Regions from separate parts of the Anser cygnoides genome. Here region 2 is linked to region 1. The links are chromatin contacts, called in public Hi-C maps. All regions are on one chromosome and are shown on one strand. Each heading gives the region's core, a stretch centred on a gene start, on an enhancer-like site or on the middle of the called end of the contact. The rest is flanking DNA. Distances are from core to core; before and after follow the strand shown.

Region 1 (7,078 bases), core at 1,356-3,855:
GTAAATATTTCCTTTAAGTTCTTTAAACATTTAGAGTGCAATAAGGACAACTTTTTGCATACCACTGTCAAAATTGCAGTGGCCGCTTAAGAGTAGCGGCATTTACATTCTGATAGACTCATAAAAGACACTGTCATTATTCTGTTTTATTCCAAAACTGTGCCCTTAGTAATTCATCTCCTGGGCAATATACCCTTTACTTGCAGATTACACCCCTTTTTTCTAGCCAAACTTGCAAGATTCTCTCAAATCCTACCCAAGTCGACAGAATTTGAGAGTACTGAACAGTTCTCACCACAGATCTGGAGCAGCCTTGGTGAGCTGTGTCTCACATGAGCACACAACGTGGGGAAGGAAGAATTCAACAGAGAATCAGGGCTGCTCCTGGCATGTGGGAAGGGGCGCCGACAGGCATGGCCACCCTTCAGCCAAACATAGCTGTTTCCTCCCACACCTGAAGCAAGGCAAATGTGCGCCTTAATCCAGCTCTGCCGCTAAGTCCTGACAGGCCAGGAGCCAAACGGGGCACAAATAATTGGCTCTTGCTGGAGAATCCAGTGGTTTTGCATACAATGTGACACATTCCAGCAAGGATGCAGTTAATTGACCATTTTCCCCTATGGTGGCTTCAGATTGTCTCCCTCCTCAGAGCTGCCAGACACAAATGTCTCTGTGGTGAAAAGTTCCTTTCCACCAGCCTGTATCCAAAATGCAAACAAGCCTGGAGGTAAAGCAACACTAAAGAACTATAAAACAAAAACGGAAAGGGTGCAATGGGAGGATACTGAATCCAAACTCATGAGAACCCTAAAGTTTCTCAGCAGTCACATTTGCCCATTAACCAGGTTTCTTTATCTAAACCTGCAGCCAGCTGCCTCATGGACTGCCCAGTGGCTCACAGATCTGTCTTGGGTTGTTTCAGGTTTCCTCCTGCTGAAGGCATTCGCTCCGAGCACGAGGAATGGATTGCAGTGCCTGCACCTCAAGCTGCTGTTGATGAAAGAACACAGCCAAAGCAAAACTGCCCAGCAAGCCTGCCGCCAGTTTGGCAAGAGGGCCTTTCACAACCTAGGAGATTTGTACTGATTAGTCAGAGCACATGCTTTATGTAACGTATTGCTATCGCAGTTTAGTTCAACATCGGTTCCTACAAACTCAACCAGTCCCAAATAAAAGTATCAGCAGAGAGGTGCGTAGCGTTTAAGTCAAATCAGGATAGATTTGAGCGATTGCACAAGAAAGCGTAGCAGACTTCGCTCTGTTTTCCTCCCTCCTGCTGAACAGCCAGACCTTTCATCTCCCGCCTGCTGCAGAACAAGGCCCTGCTGCAGCCACCTCGGGGGTGATTTTACAGATTTCCACGGGTGCCACACGTTCAGGAGTCTGTCAGGGATACTGGTGGGATGGGGAAGGCGCCGGGTCACTAAACTGGGGTCAGCTGAGTTTGCAGCGGGCCCGAAGTTACACTGGGCCATCAGCAAGCCAGCACAGCTGGTTGGAAACCCATGCTCTCATTTCCCTCTGATTCCCCATTCACTTCAGGTCCTAATTTACAGAATCATGATATTCTCAGTGTGTTTCTTGAGCACGCACCCGTGCCAGCGAACCCACATCTCCTTCACCCTCCACACTCGGTTTGTGACAAGGTTTGCGCTGCATCTGTCACCGCGCTGCCCTTTTATGCAGGGATCTCGGAGACTCAAAGATCTTCTGAACCTGGAGGTGTCTTCCGGCCTTTTTACGACTCTGTGACTCTGAGACCTTCCCCTCTCGCCGTTTCAAGGCAGAACCACAACCATTTCACCCAACTAGCGCTGCCCACCTCCAACCCAGCTGCCCCCCGAGCTGCCTGCTTTCCCTGCCCGTGTTTTGGGGGGATTTTGGTGGGTTTTTTTTCCCCCCTTTTCCCTATCCAGACGCCGTTCCCCACACACCCGGGGGGGGGGGTCGGCGCCTCCTCAGCAGCGACCGTTGGGGGGGGGGAGGAGGGCGCCGGGGTCGCGTGAAGGGGGGGGGGGGGGGCGGCGAGGCCCGGGGCCCTGCCCACGATCGTTCCCCGGCGGCAGCGCCCAGGCCCCGGCCCCGGCCCGCCCCCGGGCGGCGGAGCGCGGCGGGCAGAGAGCGCCGGCCCCGCGTACCTGGCTGGGCTGCTCCGCTTGCTCCGAGGAGGCCATCTTGCCAGGCCCGGCTAATCCATCCCCGCCCAGCCGGCGGCACAGCCCGCCCCGCCGCCAGGCGGAACTACACGTCCCGGCGTGCCCAGGGACCGTGAGGGAGGGGAGCCCGGCCATGGCGGCGCGGCCGAAGAGCTGCCTGGTGCGGCGGGGCGGCGGGCGAAGGCAGCACGGCCTGGCCGCCTCCTGCCTGCGGGAGCTGCGCCAGAAAGGTGAGGGGGCAGCGGCGGGGCCGCTCCTCAGGCGGCGGGGACGCCCCCGGGGCGCTGCCCGGCCCGGCGGTGAGGTAACGGGGCTGCGCGTCCCCGTGGTTGTCACGCAAAATGTTTTCTTTTTGGGGTTTTCTTTCTTCTCTCCCTCAGCCAGCGGCGTCCTGGCCATCGATAAAGCCGCGGAGCCCATCACCATCGTGCTGGCGGAGGACGGCACCATCGTGGACGATGAGGATTACTTCAGGTGCCTGCCCCCCAACACCAAGTTCGTGGCGCTGGCTAAGGACGAGAAGTGGGGCGGGAGGAGCCCAGGTACCGGGGGCACGGGGCGGGGGTGTGGGGTGCGCTCCCCGAGCTGCAAGTGCTCCTAATACTAGTTCAGGAACGGGACCAGCAATTGGTTTAAACTGGAACGTAGGAGGTTCTGCTTAAATATGAGACAAAACTTTTTTATGGTGAGGGTGACAGAGCACTGGAACAGGCTGCCCGGGGGGGTGTGGAGTCTCCTTCTCTAGAGACTTTCAAAACCCGCCTGGATGCATTCCTGTGTGACCTGATCTAGGTGTTCCTGCTCCGGCAGGGGGATTGGACTAGTGATTTTTTTGGACTTCAGCAAGGCTTTTGACACGGTTTCCCATAGGATCCTACTGGACAAAATGTCCACCATACAGCTAAATAAAAACATCATACGATGGGTGAGCAATTGGCTAACGGGCAGGGCCCAAAGGGTTATGGTAAATGGGGCTGCGTCAGGCTGGCGGGCGGTCACCAGTGGTGTCCCTCAAGGCTCCATTTTAGGGCCGGTACTTTTCAATATTTTTATAAACGATCTGGATGTAGGAATAGAAGGTATTTTGAGCAAGTTTGCTGATGACACCAAACTTGGAGGAGTTGTGGACTCGAATGAGGGTGGAAAGGCCTTGCAGAGGGATCTGGATAGGTTGGAGAGCTGGGCGATCACCAACCGCATGAAGTTCAATAAGAGCAAGTGCCGGGTCCTGCACCTGGGACGGGGAAACCCTGGCTGCACATACAGACTGGGCGATGAGACGCTAGAGAGCAGCCTAGAAGAGAGGGATCTGGGGGTCGTGGTTGACAGCAAGTTGAATATGAGCCAGCAGTGTGCCCTGGCGGCCAGGAGGGCCAACCGTGTCCTGGGGTGCATCAAGCACGGCATCGCTAGTAGGTCAAGGGAGGTGATTGTCCCGCTCTACTCTGCGCTGGTGCGGCCTCACCTCGAGTACTGTGTGCAGTTCTGGGCACCACAGTATAAAAAGGACATGAAACTGTTGGAGAGTGTCCAGAGGAGGGCTACGAAGATGGTGAAAGGCCTGGAGGGGAAGACGTACGAGGAACGGCTGAGGTCACTGGGCCTGTTCAGCCTGGAGAAGAGGAGGCTGAGGGGAGACCTCATCACAGTCTACAACTTCCTCGTAAGGGGGTGTCGAGAGGCAGGAGACCTTTTCTCCATTAACAGCAGTGACAGGACCCGCGGGAACGGGGTTAAGCTGAGGCAGGGGAAATTTAGGCTCGACATCAGGAGGGGGTTCTTCACAGAGAGGGTGGTTGCACACTGGAACAGGCTCCCCAGGGAAGTGGTCACTGCACCGAGCCTGTCTGAATTTAAGAAGAGATTGGACTGTGCACTTAGTCACATGGTCTGAACTTTTGGGTAGACCTGTGCGGTATCAAGAGTTGGACTTGATGATCCTTAAGGGTCCCTTCCAACTCAGGATATTCTATGATTCTATGATTCTATGATCTTTCAAGGTCCCTTCCCATCCCTAACATGCTGTGATTCTGAGAAGTGGGAGTAACAGACCTCACTCTGCCATTTTGACGCCAATCAAAATACCCTAAACAGTGTCACACAGCTTCCACCACAAAGTCATGACTCTTTCGTCTGTATTGGTTACTTGTGTTTTCGTCTTTTCGCGGATGACCCGTGTCAGATGGCGGAACAACCTGGCTCTCAGATGTGGATGAAGTGGACAGTGCTGCAGAGAAGTGGAAGCAGCTGGCCAGGCAGCTGAAGGATGACCTGTCTAATATCATCCTGATGTCTGAAGAAGACCTCCAGGTAGACAGGGGAAGACTAACTGTTGTTCATGGCATTGCCCTGCATCCGTTTATTGCAGTAGATGGCACAGAACAGAATAAGCACATGAGATCTCAAAGTTTAATTCAGCTGTTGTTTTTTTGGCTGTGGTGCTAGAGTGAAATTTCTCCTTGGGGAATACTTGTCTCACTGGCAGTGCATGTGTTTGAGGAGGGTGCTCTTCATCACTGATTGTCCTTCACAGCATGTCTAATTCTGGCCGTGGGAGAGTGAAAAAGTAAGTTTGGGCCAAATGGCAACTGAGGTGGGCTCTTTTCATAGAAAATAGACACCCGTGTAAAGCCTCAGAAGGGAGGGTTGAGCAGCATGCCAAATTTGTCTTCTCCCAGGGAGGGTGAAGAGCTGCTGACAGCTTGCAGAGCTCGTTGCTTCAAGTATTTGAGTGCCTAACACCCTGTGTGTGGTGAGGCATGGTGATAACAGCCTCCTGGTGCTTTCCTGCAACATGCAGCTTCCCAAGTGCCAGCCTGTTGGATTTCTTTTGTGTGTTCCCATGCACACTTAAGAATTAGTGCTTTGATTGCCAGAAATTGTCAGGATGTCTGTTAAAAATGCACAGTTCTACACCTCCCTGAAGACCTTTTGGCTGCTGGTAAAGAACGTGGGGTGGTGGAGTACCACTGCAGCCTCTCAGAACCAGGCTGACTTGCTGTGACACGAAAACCTTGTGAAACTTGCTAGGTTTCATGAAGGTGGAGGCTCTGTCATTCAGGAAGCTTGCTGTTTGTACTGCAGTTGGTGTAATGGAATAAGTTAACAGGAGCACTCTTATTTTTTTCAAGGTGCTTATTGATGTACCGCATTCAGACCTGGCAGAGGAACTTGCCCAAAGTCAAACCAAAATCCAAGCATTGCAGAACACCCTGCAGCAGGTGCTGGACAGACGAGAAGAAGAACGCCAGTCAAAGCAGCTCCTGGAACTCTACCTAGAGGCCTTGAAAAACGAAGGCAGTATCTTAAGCAAAGTAGCAGGTAGGCAGCATTAGGATGCTAAAGAATGAGATTTTCAGAGAAGCCTGAAATAGTTGAATAGAACAAATAAGGGGGAGGGAAAGAGTGGAGTGAGCCACTTGCTTAGCAGCTATTAATGTGGCTGATGTATTAAGTTGGTGTAGTGTAAGAATTCTCTGAATGGGAGAGATTAGGAGTCCTTTCGCTGCTTTGTCACATTTCTCACAACGCCTGAAAGTAGAATATTGGGGGGGAAAGCATAAATCATGCAGTAATCCTTAACAGAAGAGATTTCCTAAGTTAGAGGCTGCATCTAGATAAGACATATACCTTACTAATCTCAAAAACAACAGTGCAGTCAGTTACTTTTCCTGTCCTGTGTCTGTCACGGGTTGTAATGATTTTGCTGCCACTTTTCAGAGTCTGAGACTGTGCCAGGAAAGGAGATGGATGTGGTTGACACAGGTACCAGCAGTCCTGGCACTTCAGCCAAAACAGCACTCAGCGACCACCTCCTTGCTGTTCTGAAAGGGAAACCTGCCCCAGAGCTCTGCTTGGACAGTCAAGATCTAGAGGTGGGTGAGGATCATATAACCATACTCTGGCAAATCTTTCCTCTCTGGAGAAAGGGGTGATGGGGGAAGCTGTCCCTGCCTCTAGACGCTCTACTGTCAATATGTCTCAGTCTCAAAGTGCCGAAATTTAGCCCATTTCTCTTCTTCAGTAACACTGCCTCCTGCTTCGCTGTTATATGCAGCTGATACTCCTCCAAGTACTCTAGGACATACTCTGAAAAGCCACAGAAAAAACTGTGGTTTTGATCTCTGCCAAATCTTGATAGCATAGACAGGCAGTGCTTCAGCTGTATTACCAGCAAGTCTTTTGGGTGCAGATACATCTAGCTGTATTTGTGTGCATCCCAAGGCAAAATAAAAACCTCCTTATTTTGGAAAATAGTGTAAATAAACCCATAGCTTTGAAAGGAAAGTCTAGGTAAACTAACCATTAGGAAGTGTTCTGATACTATGAATCTTAGTTTCTACAGAAGTGAAAAGCAACTGCTTTAACTGCTTTCTGTTTGCTTCAACATCTGAATATGGTTTCAAATTCTAAGTACCGGTAGAAATAAAAATACAGTAACCTATGAGATGAAATATGTAAGCTAGAAGCATCTTCAATACCAAACTGGCGTTATTAAGTAGGTGTCTAATTACTCCTGATCTTAGTGTGGGCAGAGGGGGTAGTGGTGTTAGAGCATCAGTGGAGAAGACTCTTACAAATCTGTCTCATTACAGCTGGTCGTGAAAGAAGACACGCAAGCCCTTGCTGCAGCTCTAAGCTGGGACAAGCAGAAAGCTGAAGCTCTACAGCAAGCCTGCGATCAGGAGCTCTCCAAGCGCCTACAGCAAGTGCAGACTTTGCATTCCCTGAGGAGCACATCAAAGGGCAAGAAAACACTACCTTGGGGAGACTGGCTTAGTTCAAAACGTAAAAAATAAGACTGTTGTTCTGCCTCAAGTGCCAAGGGAATGCAAGTGGGGTGTGCTGTTGGTGGTTTTTTTTTTCAAATTGCAATCAATGTAAACACGATACGTCCTGGCAGCCATAGTTTGCTGGTCATA
Region 2 (7,488 bases), core at 483-2,982, 170 kb after region 1:
TGAATCAGTTCTGGTCCTAGATGAATTGCACTAGAAGGACATGGGAAAACTCCAAGTCACTTGGGACAAACATTTTGCCAGAATAGGTGGATGACTCCCTACCAGAGAGCTCATTTTCTGCAACCTCAGTTCATAATGCAGCATTCTGAATGATGTCAGAGACTTGCAGAAGCAGTGACACAAACAAGCTTACACAGATTAAACAAGTCCGAAACCATAAAACACCTCATAATCAAGATGCAGTTTACAGGAATGATCAGAAGGATCACGAGTAAACAAAGCACTCATAAAATACAGCTATAAAATGAGAGATCCCTTTTGACGGCAGAAATGACAACACTAGCATCCTACCCGACTCTCCCCACCATCGGAACTGGGCTCCTTTTCTCAGTGCTTCCCTAGCATATAAAGACCTCATCGAATAAACAGCATGAAGCATTTCCTCCCAGTTCCTGCTGCAACGTAGCAGGATTGCTAAATCACGAGGCACAACATAATCAAAACATCTCAACTTGTTGGAATACAAACCTGAGTGATGGCAGTGGTCACCTTGATCTACAATCCAGCCATAACACACGGTACAGCACAAAAATAACTTCTTTTGATCTTCTCTGGAGTACGAGTATAGCAAGAAGCCTAGGCTGTAGCTGGTCTGATAAGCATGCATTACATACAATGCACTTTGATGTAAACCCATATTTTATGGAGGTGAGAGAAGAGTTGAAGATGCATATGAATTGGGCAGCATAGGAGGAAACTCCCTACATCCTGATCAACACCACGGCAGAATTCATTTGAGAATCCACCAACATGTAAGCAAGGCATAAGACCTTAGTCTATACTAAAAAAAAAAGGGGTGGGGGCACCCTTTTAAGGGAAGAAACTAGAAATAGTTTCATGTCTGATGCTGATCACAACACCTATGACTTTGAAGTGAAAGAATGAGAGGTTAAATTGAAAAAGAGCAAATCAGAAGGAAGCATCAGAAGATTGGCAAGCCTGTTTCAAGGCGAAACTATATTCAATATAAGACCCCCACACACCTTGCTGTTCAGCAAAGACCCCAAGAAAGCAATATTTTAAGCGTTGACTACATAAAAGATAGCGTATGTGCAATCATTTTTAAAATCACAGGCAGAAGACGCACACAACGCCCGTCGCTCAGCACAAAGACATCCTCCAGAGGAAGGCAAGCGGAAGGCGGGGGACGGGCAGCGGGCAGCAGAGCAGCAGCCCGACCCCATCCACAAGCCGAGGGGGCCCCGGACACGGGGAGGAGGCAGGGGGCAAAGGCACGGGGCTCCCGGCAGCACCCTCCGGGCACCGATCCCACCGGGATCTCCAAGACGGGAGCCGGGAAGAGCCAGCGGGGCTGCCCGGGGGGGGGGGGCGAAACCCACCCTCCCCACAGCCCCCCCCCCGGTCTCAGCCTCACCTCGTCCGCGCTCAGCTCCTCCATCGCCTTCCTCTTAATGGTGACCGCACCGAGGGCGCTTATCCTCCGCCCCGCCGCGGGGCAGCTCCGGGGGAGCGCTCTGCCGCCGCCGCCGCCTCTGCCCCCCGGGCCGCCTCACAAGGGCATCGCCGGAGCGGCCTCGCCTCGCTCCTCGCCTCGCCCGCCCGCAGCCCGCCCCAAAGCAGCCGCCGCCGCTGCCGCAGCCCCCGGTCCGCTCCCCCGCTGCTCGGCTGCTGCCGCCGCCGCCGGCCCAGGGGGAGCCGCCGCCGCCGCCGCCCCCCGCCCGCGCCCCTCAGCCCCGGCCCCCGCCCGCGCCGCGGCCGCTGCCCCGCGCAGGGATTATTCATCAAAACAACAGGGCGGCGGCCGCCATCTTGCGGCGGGATCACGTGAGGCCGCCGAGGGCAGCGGGCATGCCGGGCCCCGCGCGGCGCCGGCCAATGGCAGGGCCGGGAGGAGGCGGCGGGGAGCGCGGGGAGAGCGGGAGGGGCGGGGCCAAGCGGCGGCGAGTCGTGGCGGGCAGGGAGGGAGGGGAGGGGCCCGGCGGCGCCATGGCAACGGGGGGGGGGCGAGGGCGGTGCTGAGGGGTAGCGGCCGGGAGGGGTGGGCTTGAGGTGGGAGCGAGGGGCAGGGGGGAGATGTCCGCCTGCAGGGGCGTCGCCGATCGCCCACAGGAGGGAGAAGCCCCAGAGGGAGGTGAGGAGCCGCTGGCTGTGGTGGCGCTGCCCTCCAGTTGTGGGTCCCTTCCTGCCCCGCTCCTTGAAGACCCCGTCATGGGTTAGCCCGCCCCGCGCCTTGAAGGGCTTAGCCCGCTTCTCCGTGACCCGTAATTAAGCTTTTTGTCTAATCGTCACATTCGGTGTGATATCCCAAGGGAAAGCCGAAGCGCTGAGCACTCAATACTGGGCCTTACGCCTAACTTTTGTTTGAACCTGATGTATATTTTTCCCCTTCCTGTGGAAAAACATCTAGACATCTGCATCTAGTCACAGAATCACAGAATCATGCAGGTTGGAAAAGACTTCTGAGATCATCTAGTCCAACCTTTAACCTAGTGCTGAAGTCCACCATTAAACCGCACTGCTAAGCTCTACATCTACACAGGTCTTGAAGACCTCCATGATGACTCAACCACTTCCCTGGGCAGCCTATGCCAGTGCCGCACAATCCTTAAAAATTATATTTGTGTGGAAAATATTAATATTTTCTTTCGCTTTCTTTTCTTTCCCTGTCAAAAATCGTACTCCAGTTAGAGAACAAAGCGGCCAGGGGCTGTGCTGACTTGGGGTGAGTCGGATGTTTGCTTCGTGCTCCGTGTTACATCAGTTACAGGACAGGTAGGCGAAAAGAAAAGGGATTTGAAAAGTTGCTCTTTTGGAAGAGGACCAAAAAAAAAAAAAAAAGGGAGTTACATCAGCAGACTTGCCCGTAGGATGAACACTCACTAGTAATAAGATCTTAGTAGACAGCTCTGTGCCATGCCGTGTAGTTTGACTCAGCTGGTGAAAGAATCCCATAAAGGAAGGACAACAGGATATGAGACGGAAGCAAGCCAGTCAGTGTGAACAAGGAATCAAATTAAGACATATTTCCTTAAGTACCATGAATAATTATAAAGCAATACAATTGAACAGCTCTGGGTTTTTTTATCCATATATGAGGCAGATATCCTTGCTATTGTATTTCAGCACACACCTTTCTTAATTTGATAGGAGCTTTTTATTTTTTTGAATAAAAATGTTTTTTGATGACTTAACCAAGTTGCCCGGAATGGAGAACAAGTTCTCTTGTAAATAATTGGATCATAATATATACTGCTGGTCTTTTTGTTGAACACCTACCTATCCTTACGATTGATTTTAGATTATGTTTTATCTCGTGTTTCTTCATCTTCTTGGGACAATGTTTAATTTTGTTATATTTTATTGTTTGGAGTTGGAGCTGTAATCTAAAACACTTGCTAGTTTGTTCTTACACTAAATTAGTCCAGTTTATTCCATATAGTAAGTACACAGAACATTATCCAAGAAAATGACTACGGGACTACACACAAATGTATGTCTTAAAACACAATTTTTAAATATACGCTTCTGAGTGAAAATTAGTAACCTTGATGGTGCTTCTGTTGCTGTCATGGTGACACCATGTCATGGTCATATACCACCTGTATAACTAACTTTTTTCTTTTCATATAATCTTTAAAGAAACTGTTTTACAGAGTGTGAATTCTGGCTTTTCTTTTGAATGTTTGTTGTCTATTTTGATTGTAAAATCCAGAAGGCAACACATATCCTTCAATTCATCCACCTATAAAGTACTTTTACATGCAGCTGACATATTTTAAACTCATGTAATACACATAGTCAGCAGTTAGACTGACTAAAAAACTCAAAGGTTGGTTGCTGAAAAAGTTTCACCATCAAAGCTTTAGAGATAATTGAAGTGGTCTGAAACACCTTTGAATAAAACCCTTCAAGTGCTTACCTGGGGAATTTTGTTCCTGTCCTTCAGTTCTAGAGTTCAAGTGCATGTCTTCTTGGCAAAAACTATCTTAATATCTTTTTTTAAATTTTATTTATTTATTTTATTTTTTGGCCAGTTACAGAATATAGGACTGTTCCCTTTCTTTTTTTCACCTTGAATTTCAGGATGCTTAATTTGTATTTTATAAAAGCATGCAAAATAGTTGGCATAAAAATGAAATTATAAGCAGTTCTCTCACTGTAGTAGCTTGTCTCATCCTCAAGATCTCCAAACATCCTCAAGTGAGTTCTGCATGGCATCACCTGCTTTCAAATTATCAATTTGAAGTAGGAAGGTAGCAACAACAAAGTAATATCACAGCTGATAAGTCTTCTATAGTTTGTTTTTGTTTTTAGCAAAGGCTTCTGAATAGCAGCCTTACTACTGAAGTATTACAGTTCTTGTCATACAGTCTTTGAAGATTGCATTTTTCTGATTTCTACTTGATTTTCTCCCTGTACTAACAGACTTCTTAAGATCATCATGGCCTTTCTGTGTTGCTTCTCAAGTACATCTGATTGGAGCATACAACTTCAAGCTGTGCAGTTTAAGCGTTTTTGCAATATTTAACACTTAAAATACTGCTGTTGGAAACCTCAATTTTAAATAAAAAAGCAATGTGTTGCAGTGGTGCCATCTAGTGGAATAGTGAAGCCTGTGCTGTTGCAGTACACTGCCGGTAGACATGACAGAGCAGATTTGAGGCATTGTGTTTTTTATATTAGAGTAACGTGGTAGCATTACTCTTATTAATCAAATAAGTAAAATCATCACCCAGTTCCATAAGGAAGACACTGTCAGGAATCATAGAATATATGTAATGTTTTACTCCCTGTCCACCAGATTTCCCTGTCCAGAGTACAAGTTGTTTCTTCATATTTTAGAAGCTACTGTACCTTTACAGAGTCTGATGGTATCCCACATAATTACCACAAATCTCACAAAATCTCACGATGTTTTTAAGCCCTTCAAGCTTCAACAGGTTTTGTATGCCTCATTTAGTAGCTGTAGTAATTCTGAACTGACAGTGAGGAAGAAGAAATATCTGTAAGATACCTAAGTGTCAGGGGCAACTTCAGTTTCTAAAAAAAAAAAAAAGTTCTAATTAATTTATTGTGCTTAAGCTAGATTTAAGTTAAACTCCTCTGTCTTTTTCCACTAGCAAGCCCATCCCTGCAATACTAGTGTTATCAGAGAGATACATTGCACATGCAACAAGTCGGTCTGACCGCTTAAATGTATTTACAGGAGGCAGAATTAAGCTTCTGCGCAACAGCACACAGGGTCAAAAATGAGAGATATGTTAACCTAATTGAACAACCATGTGCAAGTAAGTCTTGAGTAGCATTGTTTTTACTCTGTATATGTGCTAATAGCATTCAATTGCTTTGCAGACTGGAACCTACGTGATTGCTCAAACCTCTTGTCGTTATTGTGGGATGACACTATTTTGTCATAGGCTTGCTCCCCCTCTGGTAAGCTGAACTTAATTATTTTGTGAACAAAGCAGCTATGGCACAACATAAAGTTTACATAACACATTTAAAATGCAAGCAAAGTTAACTTCTCCTGAAATACCAATCTGCAGCTTAAGGAGAAGTATTTTGAATAATGACTTCGTATCTTGTGTTGTCCTTTTTACTTTTTACCATTCCCAGAATTACACAGGTTTAAGTTCTCCTCTTGTTTGATGTTGGCAGGCCTCTTTAGACTGTTTTTTTATTTTTTTTTATTGTTCTGATTTAGACCAGCAGTTAAGTGGAAACCAAGCCCTATCATTTGTCTTTTTCTCCTCCCCTCTGTCAATACGTTCAGAAGACAGGTACTTAAGATTGTTTTTGGTGTTTATTAGCAAAAATCAGATATTTAACATGGCTAACAGACAGCATTTCCTGAGCCAGAAACATCATATCATTTAGATTAACAGGTAGAAGGAATCAATTCTTGTCTGTACAGCTATCACTGGACACGAGGATGCATGGCCTCCTGTATATAGCTGTCTTTCCACGTAGTGACCAACACTCATATTCAAGCTCTCTTGAATACTTGTTTACATACTTGATTCTCACAACGAAGCTCCTAAAAAAATAAATAAATAAATATATATATAGTAATGAAAGGGATCATCTCCAAAAGTGAACATCGATCATTTGCCATGAGTACTGACCATCACTCACCTGCTATGCTAATAAGTTATGGTTAATATTCTGCATTTAACTATGCAGAAGAATGAAGAATGAAACAGTAAAATTGTTACAGCTAGACTAGCTGAAAGCAGAATGTGTTTCTTATGTACTGTCAATTACATATACTACTGAGCTAGAAGAAAACTTGTGCATGTTATGACCACAATAAAGACTGTATTTTTGTCATAGATACAATTCTGAAATATATATAAAGATCTGAAGTAAAGCAAATACCAAGTGGAGGTCATCTCCTTCAAGCCAGTGAGTCCAGCCCCTGTTTTTCTTCTCACCAATCTGGACACAGACAAGTTTGTCGTTGTCCCAGGTAACTAGGCTCTGTTGAAGAAGAAAGTGTTCCTATATGTTATCTCAGTTCTGAAATATACCTAGTAGTTAATATGCTTTTTGATAAAAAAAAAAGAGGACTAAATACTATTGTGCAGGAAAGTGAAAATAACTCAGGTTCCTGCCTCTGTGTCACACTAGAAATAGTATTCTTGATAACTTCAGCCGAAGTAGCAAGATTGATCATGGCATCTTAATTCTGTAAGAACTTCTTGATTATTATTATTTTTAATAGTCAGTCTTACCTTGCATTTCCTGTTGTCCAGGCCTTTATTGTCTTCTTCAAACTCTTCTCCAATTTTGAATTGGAGCATGTAGTCTCTGAATGTGCTTGTGGTATGGATAGATAACATGTCCCCATCCTGTTTGATCACTTTCTGAGGCTTCAGCATTTTTGCTATCTTGCGTGTTGCGAAATCAATACCTTTGACAGGAGAAAAAAGTATAAGTTGTGCTCATCACCAGCCATTCTGACAGCTGGGATTTACCTTTATTGCTTCTAGAAGCATTTCTTAAGAATAGCTTGCTATGCAAGGGTTCGATGGATTTTTTTAGTTGCTTTGTTTTTTTGTGTTGTTGGTTTGGGTCCCCCCATCCCAAACTGTTTTATGTTGTACAGTTCAATGAATGTTCTTCAAAATTTGATTTCCCCACACATACCCCCAAGAACCCCTTCTTTATTTGATACAAGGAATAATTAATACCTATTCTTTCACCCTTTGAAAGAGGAAAGGCATTATTCAAATTAACAAGAATTTTTTGTACACTGTACCTTAGAGTCAAATGAAAGACAGTCCTAAAATTGAATTACTCAGGCTCATTTTCAGGACATGCCACTGGCTATTAAGACCTTTTGAGTGCAACTAGAAAACATCACACTTAAAATATTGCCTAGTTATCTGTAACAATCAGTTATCTTGAACATCATCCTCATGGTCTTGGTAATACTGGGCTTGAAGTATTGCTTTTAAGCTTTAT

Evidence for each region. Hi-C and Micro-C count contacts between places; a contact is called where the count stands out from the background.
Region 2: a contact with region 1 is called in a Hi-C map of liver, with 3 times the contacts expected there. The contact joins the promoter of UBE4B here to the promoter of PEX14 in region 1. A contact is called at or near these places in 3 of 7 Hi-C or Micro-C datasets (granulosa cells and liver).

Annotation. Positions count from the first base shown.
Region 1 is chr23:3,888,471-3,895,548 of Taihu_goose_T2T_genome, forward strand. PEX14 (peroxisomal biogenesis factor 14) reads right to left here and starts at 2,606. Exons shown (of 9, transcript XM_048067743.2): 1 at 2,139-2,606. The coding sequence starts at 2,606. DFFA (DNA fragmentation factor subunit alpha) reads left to right here and starts at 2,296. Exons shown (of 6, transcript XM_048067747.2): 1 at 2,296-2,386; 2 at 2,537-2,630; 3 at 4,339-4,466; 4 at 5,288-5,477; 5 at 5,877-6,031; 6 at 6,752-7,078. The coding sequence starts at 2,615. The coding sequence ends at 6,955.
Region 2 is chr23:4,056,140-4,063,627 of Taihu_goose_T2T_genome, forward strand. It overlaps UBE4B (ubiquitination factor E4B), which reads right to left and starts at 1,733. Exons shown (of 27, transcript XM_066982084.1): 1 at 1,436-1,733. The coding sequence starts at 1,459. LOC106044297 (a long non-coding RNA gene) reads left to right here and starts at 1,944. Exons shown (of 4, transcript XR_007164740.2): 1 at 1,944-2,282; 2 at 2,706-2,793; 3 at 5,374-5,454; 4 at 6,355-6,936. RBP7 (retinol binding protein 7) reads right to left here. Exons shown (of 4, transcript XM_013194243.3): 2 at 6,756-6,934; 3 at 6,400-6,501; 4 at 5,806-6,058. The coding sequence ends at 6,008.